Linked DNA regions of Zea mays: region 2 is linked to region 1. A link is a contact called in public Hi-C data. All regions are on one chromosome and are shown on one strand. The core of a region is the stretch at or near the end of the contact, and the rest is flanking DNA. Distances in the headings are between cores, read along the strand shown. Region 1 holds the start of LOC103640243. Region 2 holds the start of LOC103640332 (probable galacturonosyltransferase 13).

Evidence for each region. Hi-C and Micro-C count contacts between places; a contact is called where the count stands out from the background.
Region 2: a Hi-C map of leaf shows a contact between it and region 1, with 8 times the contacts expected there. The contact joins the promoter of LOC103640332 here to the promoter of LOC103640243 in region 1. A contact is called at or near these places in 6 of 25 Hi-C or Micro-C datasets (ear, endosperm, leaf and 1 more).

Annotation. Positions count from the first base shown.
Region 1 is chr1:161,862,948-161,865,658 of Zm-B73-REFERENCE-NAM-5.0, reverse strand. It overlaps LOC103640243, which reads left to right and starts at 1,389. Exons shown (of 6, transcript XM_008662863.4): 1 at 1,389-2,031; 2 at 2,501-2,663.
Region 2 is chr1:162,158,450-162,161,338 of Zm-B73-REFERENCE-NAM-5.0, reverse strand. It overlaps LOC103640332 (probable galacturonosyltransferase 13), which reads right to left and starts at 1,494. Exons shown (of 6, transcript XM_008662937.3): 1 at 511-1,494. The coding sequence starts at 721.

The DNA.
Region 1 (2,711 bases), core at 140-2,639:
ACAGCTCCACCTCCTGATTCTAAGCGAGGATCTAGAGGAGCCGTGCCAAACGAGTATTTTTTAAACTGATTCTCGTGTGGAGCCGAAAGATCAGGAGTCGTTTTTTGTGAAGAAAGGTGGGATCTAAAAAAACCTGCTCCACCCTCCCTTAAAACAGCTCCTCAACCAACCAAATATGGACCTCCCCTTAAAGTTTGATCGAAATTACCCGCAATTGCCATTGGACAAAAACATAACGAGCCAATTTATGGATTAAACATTTGAGACCATTTTATGCACTACTATGATGGGAATATTTTATATGTTATTGTTTCATATATTTTTCCGTATATGCATCCTACTTATTGATTTGTAATAAAGTTGAACTGCAAAGAGTAAAACAGACAATCGCTACAGACCACCAACTCTCAGAAGACAAGAATCAGTTTACTTGCCAAACAGTTTTAAAAATGATTCTGATTTTCTAGGAGAATCAGGAGGATCAGCTCCTCACGAGGATCAGGATCTAGAGCTAAAGAAGCAGGAGCTGGAGCTTTGCCAAACGGGCCCTAAATGGAGTTACACATGGCCTAATGATTTTAGTAAATGACCGTCCTTGCCTGTAAGAATTGACCAGTACAGTGGACGCGAGTACAATTGGAATCCTTCGAATCCAGGTCCAGGAAAATGACATAACTTCTCATTAAACCATCCATTACGCTTACGCAGCCGGAGAAACAAATGAATTGAAGAAACGGCTCCTGCTTTTGACTCCTGTTCCAGCCTTTCTTTATGCACTGCACATAAATCCAAACCAAAATTAGCGAGGAAAGAAACACTTGATATGTGTAGATCAACGACAAGATAAGGGGGTGTTTGGTTTCTAGGGACTAATGTTTAGTCCCTACATTTTATTCCATTTTAGTTCTAAAATTGCCAAATATAGAAACTAAAACTTTATTTCAGTTTCTATATTTAACAATTTATATACTAAAAAGGAATAAAATGAAGGGACTAAACATTAGTCCCTAGAAACCAAACACCCTCTAAGACACCCCTTTCGGTATCAGGTGATTAGTTGTGAATTTGTCACCGGTCAGCTAGGGGACAAGAACTACGCTGTTGCGGTTTTCCAGGTTCGGTGTGTGCATGTAGCGGTGCTGCTACATTTATGATCTTCCTGCCTTTCCTTTCTCCATGCTCCAATCCAGAGGCACAGGAGAGAGAAAGTCAGAAAGGCACTCCAGCCACTCCTAGAGGGAGGGAAAGAGAGATAGTGTGTGTGAGAGGGCAAAGAATGGAATAATTGAAAATCTATGCTGAATTTGTTTTTTTGTTATAATCGTCTCTATAGTATATGGGTCCATACGTGTCTATAAATTATAGAGTTAATGGTAAATTCTCACAGCCCATGAGAACGATGCCAAATTTGCAAATCTATCGGCAGAAAATCACCCACGTCTGCAATTGTCCAAAAAGCTGAACTCACCAGTCACCACGGAGGAAAAAAAAGAGAGGAATGGGAAAGGCACAGAGAAGCCCCTAATTTATGGCTTTTTGCACCCGAACCCCAATGCAAAGTGATGAAGAAAATCAATGCCTTCTCCTATCCACCACCAAACCTTGGTAGAGTGAGAACAATATACTCCGCCAGGGCGTCCTACAAGAGAAGAGGAGCCGGCAGAGAATAAGAAGACCAGAAGTTGACAAACTTTTCCTGTTCTTCGAGAAGCCCATTTTCTCTCTTCTTCTCCACTAGATAGAGAAAGGGGAGAGAGAGGGAGCCGAGGAGGAGAAGATCCCTCTCACCGTCATCTGCTGGCCAATCTAATCTCCGTCGTCTGCATCTGGGTCTGCTCCCGTCCATGGCCTAGTGACGGAGGATTGTATCTCTGTCCATGTGGATGGCGATAAATTAGTACTTGTTTATAGGTGTTGCTGTTTGGTTGGTTGGCCTTGTCTCCTTGTTTGAGGAAGTGGGGAGAGGCGGAATCTTTTGTTGGATCATGGCAGTTCCAATGCGGCCGGTGGGCTTCGCCCCCCCGTGACATGGTGAGCAGTTGAGGGGACGGATTATCTCCTGTTCTTGGCTGCTTCCCTCTGTTCTATTCTGGCCTGGCCGCCATTGTTTCAGCGGATGAGTTCGGGGTCGGAAGTCTTGTTCTTGGAGGTTCTCCCCTCTGCTTATTGGCCATATGATGTTCTACTCCTGCCTAAATTTTGCCTGTGCGAAAAATTTGTGTCCTTTTTGATGTTGTGGTTTTGGTTGGATAATAGTGTGGGAAAGCTGACAACTTTCTTGATTTTGGTTTGATAATATTATCCTTGCAGTGTGCTTGTGATGTTGCGATTTTTCAGAAAGCTCTGATTTTTAGCGCTTCATTATTTGGAATCCTTCTGGCTCTGTAGTTTGCTGTGGTTTGTGATCTCGTCTTCAATATTTTTTGTCGCTTGCATTTATGGCCCTTCACGCCTTCTTTTTCTTCCCATTCCCTGACGTCCTACAAATGACAAATTACAGGTCTCTTGTTGCTGACACTACCTGGACTTTTCTTCTGCTTATGACAAAGACGAACTGATAAGCTGGCATTCGTAGATCGGTTTCTTGGGAGATACACATACAGAAGCTTTAGGGTCGGCTCGTAGAATCTCTCAGACACCGTCGTTTTGCATCCGAGAACTTGGTAAGTAGTATGAGATGTCCTTCTTGCGGTTTTCTGAACCAATGCTCG
Region 2 (2,889 bases), core at 245-2,744, 300 kb before region 1:
CTCCTCCTGGTAAGGCGACGTGGACGCCTTGCGCTCAGCGCTCGCCTTGGCGCTTAGGCGTCGCCTAAGCGTCGCCTTAAGGACGCTTTAATAACTATGGAGCAAACCAAGACAGCACCTTGGTGGTTGCTCAGCAAATAAGCATGTATGCGACCAAGTTGCCTAAAGAGGCACTAGAGCAGCACAAGGCACGCTAGTCATGATCAATGCAGTTACATGTGCGCAACGTAACAATTATTCAGGTCAACAAAGCCAAGTTTATCAGCCTCATTCCTGTTTTCCACCAACCAAATCAGGCATCCCGTGCTACCACATACCCACGGAGCATTGTTAGTCAAGCAATGCATTATCTCAAACTGTTTCAGTACTGACATCATTTCAGGAATGGAAGTAGCAGCACACGGCAGCCATTTCAGTAACGGGTGATCTCTAGGAGAATGTAATTGGGAGTAGCTATATGCACTGTCTCAGAACAGAAGTAGCAACCGCTGCTGCTGCTGGCGTACGTACCTAGTGAAGAGCACTTGTTGAAGCCCTCGAGAGTCATGACGGCGGTGAGTATGAAGACGAAAGGCAGGAGGAAGGCGAGGATTAGGACGGTGTGGAAGACGGTGCGGTAGGAGAAGTGTCGCGCGGCGACCTTGAACCTCATCAAGTCTAGCAGGCCATGGCTAGTGGAGATGGTGATGCTCCTCATGCTCGGCGACAGCCGGATCTGCATCCTCGCTCCTGGCCGCCGCCCACGACGGCCGCTGCTCCCTCTCCTGCTCCCGAAGACCACACGAGCATCGGGAGCCGCGGAGGCAGGCGGGGGCGCTCAGAGGGGGCATGCCAGCCCGGCGCCGTGGGAGCGGGGGGCGCCGCTAACCGGATCCGGCATTGGCTCGGGGGGGCCGAAAGCTCCAAGAAGCGATCTTGATTGCTCCCCGCGCCCTCGTCTCACTTCCCCCACCCCGTTCTTGATTTGATTTCTCACTGGTGCCTGGGCGCGGCGAATCACGCGCCCGGATCAAGAAACCCCGGCGGTGGATTCCTCGCCCGACTCCTTCCTCACCCTCGGATGAGCAGGGAAGTAAGGAAGAAACGGATCGTACTGGAAGGATGGAAGTGGGAATGGGCGGGGAAGGGTTTGATCTGGGGTTCTCCGCGGTGAGGTTCCGGATTGGGGATTAGCGGAGAAGTGGCGAGGAGGCGGAGAGGAAGCGACGAGGGATTTGACCCGATGGACAGGGCGGCACGGTACGGCACGTCACGGCAGCGAGGTTGAGTGAGTTGGTCACGTTAGGTCGGCGCGGGGTCGGAGGCGGAGCCCCGTCCCGCGTGGTGTGGTTGGGTCAAAGTCAAACAGCGGCCTGTTGGTTCCGGGAAGACGATGAATCACTCGGACACCGCAGCACGATGCCAGGCTATGGACTTTTCACCGTTTATTGAAGTTTTTGTAAATCCTACTGTCTATTTAGGAAATTTTAGAAACAATTTATAATTTAAAGATGTACAAATATATCTAAATAAACAGGTGCACATATGATCTACTCGTAGAAATAATTATGCTAGATATACCGATCAACGACGAAAGTGTATCAACTAATAGGATCAATGCCAAGAGCATCGACGGGACCATTTCCACTTTTCAAATAAAAATTAATTTAACCTAGTTTAAAATCTGTCACTCATCAACCAAACATTTCACGATAGAGGTAGTGACCATTGATATTAGCTCATGTTTTCATTGACTCCCTTCGTGCAAGTAGAACCTCATTCACATAACCACAAGGGGCTTCTATTGGACCCATATCTCCCAATAGTAGCGGAGGACGCCAGAAAATTTAGGTGTTGCTAACGCAACGAAGAATAAAATTTATGACACAGTTTAAAATAACTTGTAACTACAAAATAAGTAATATATGTTGAAAAATACCTTATTTAATAGTCATCTTGATTACAATCCATTTACAACCAAATGTCATATAGCGAATAAAATCTGAAAAAAGAAAAAAATGAGTTACGAATGTCAATATGAAGTAAAAATTGTTGAACAAGTGAAATAAGAATATACCTTTAGTTGAGTCTAGTTCTAGGAGATCTAGGCGATTGCATTTGTCTAGTTTTCTTATTTTGAAATGCCTTCTTTATTTTCTGAAGGTCCGATCCTTTAAAAATTTCTCTTTCAATGTAGCACACCATCGAGTCATTTAACCAACCATCGGACATCTTGTTGCGCAACTCAGTCTTAATAATCTTCATAGCTGAGAAGGCCCTTTCCACTGTTGTAGTCGCCACCGGTAACAACAATGCTAACTCAATAAGTCGATATACCGGTGGAAACACAATATGCCTCTCAAGCTGAACCATTGTCTTCGATAGACTAGCAAGATCACAACAAGCTTTAAACTCTTCAATTCTTCGTACATGAATAATAAAAGTTCTTAGCTGATCTTTTATAGTCTTGCAATCATCAAAAGAAAAAAATCATCAGAATAGATATCCGCGAGCCGAGCAAGCTTATCCACATCAAACTTAGAGAACGAATCCCTTGGGTCAAGACAAGAAAAACACACAAGCAACTCTTGAGATAGCTCATTAAAGCGATGATCAAACTCTGTAGTGATAGAATCTATAGCAGCATAGAAAGTATCAACACGATAAAAATGCTCTGTGGTAATATTATTTCTCCCACCTTTCCTTGATCGACCAAATCGTGGTACAACATCACTCATATTTGGTATTGGGATATCATTTGCAAGGTAGAATGTTGTGGCTTCTTCCAACAATGGCTCCCAACCATCATTTCTCAAATTTATCAAACGTGTTCTCACATCAAGAACCAAAGACATGGCTTGGACAACGTTTTGATCCTTTCTTTGCAAGAGAAGAGAAAGCTCGTTTGTG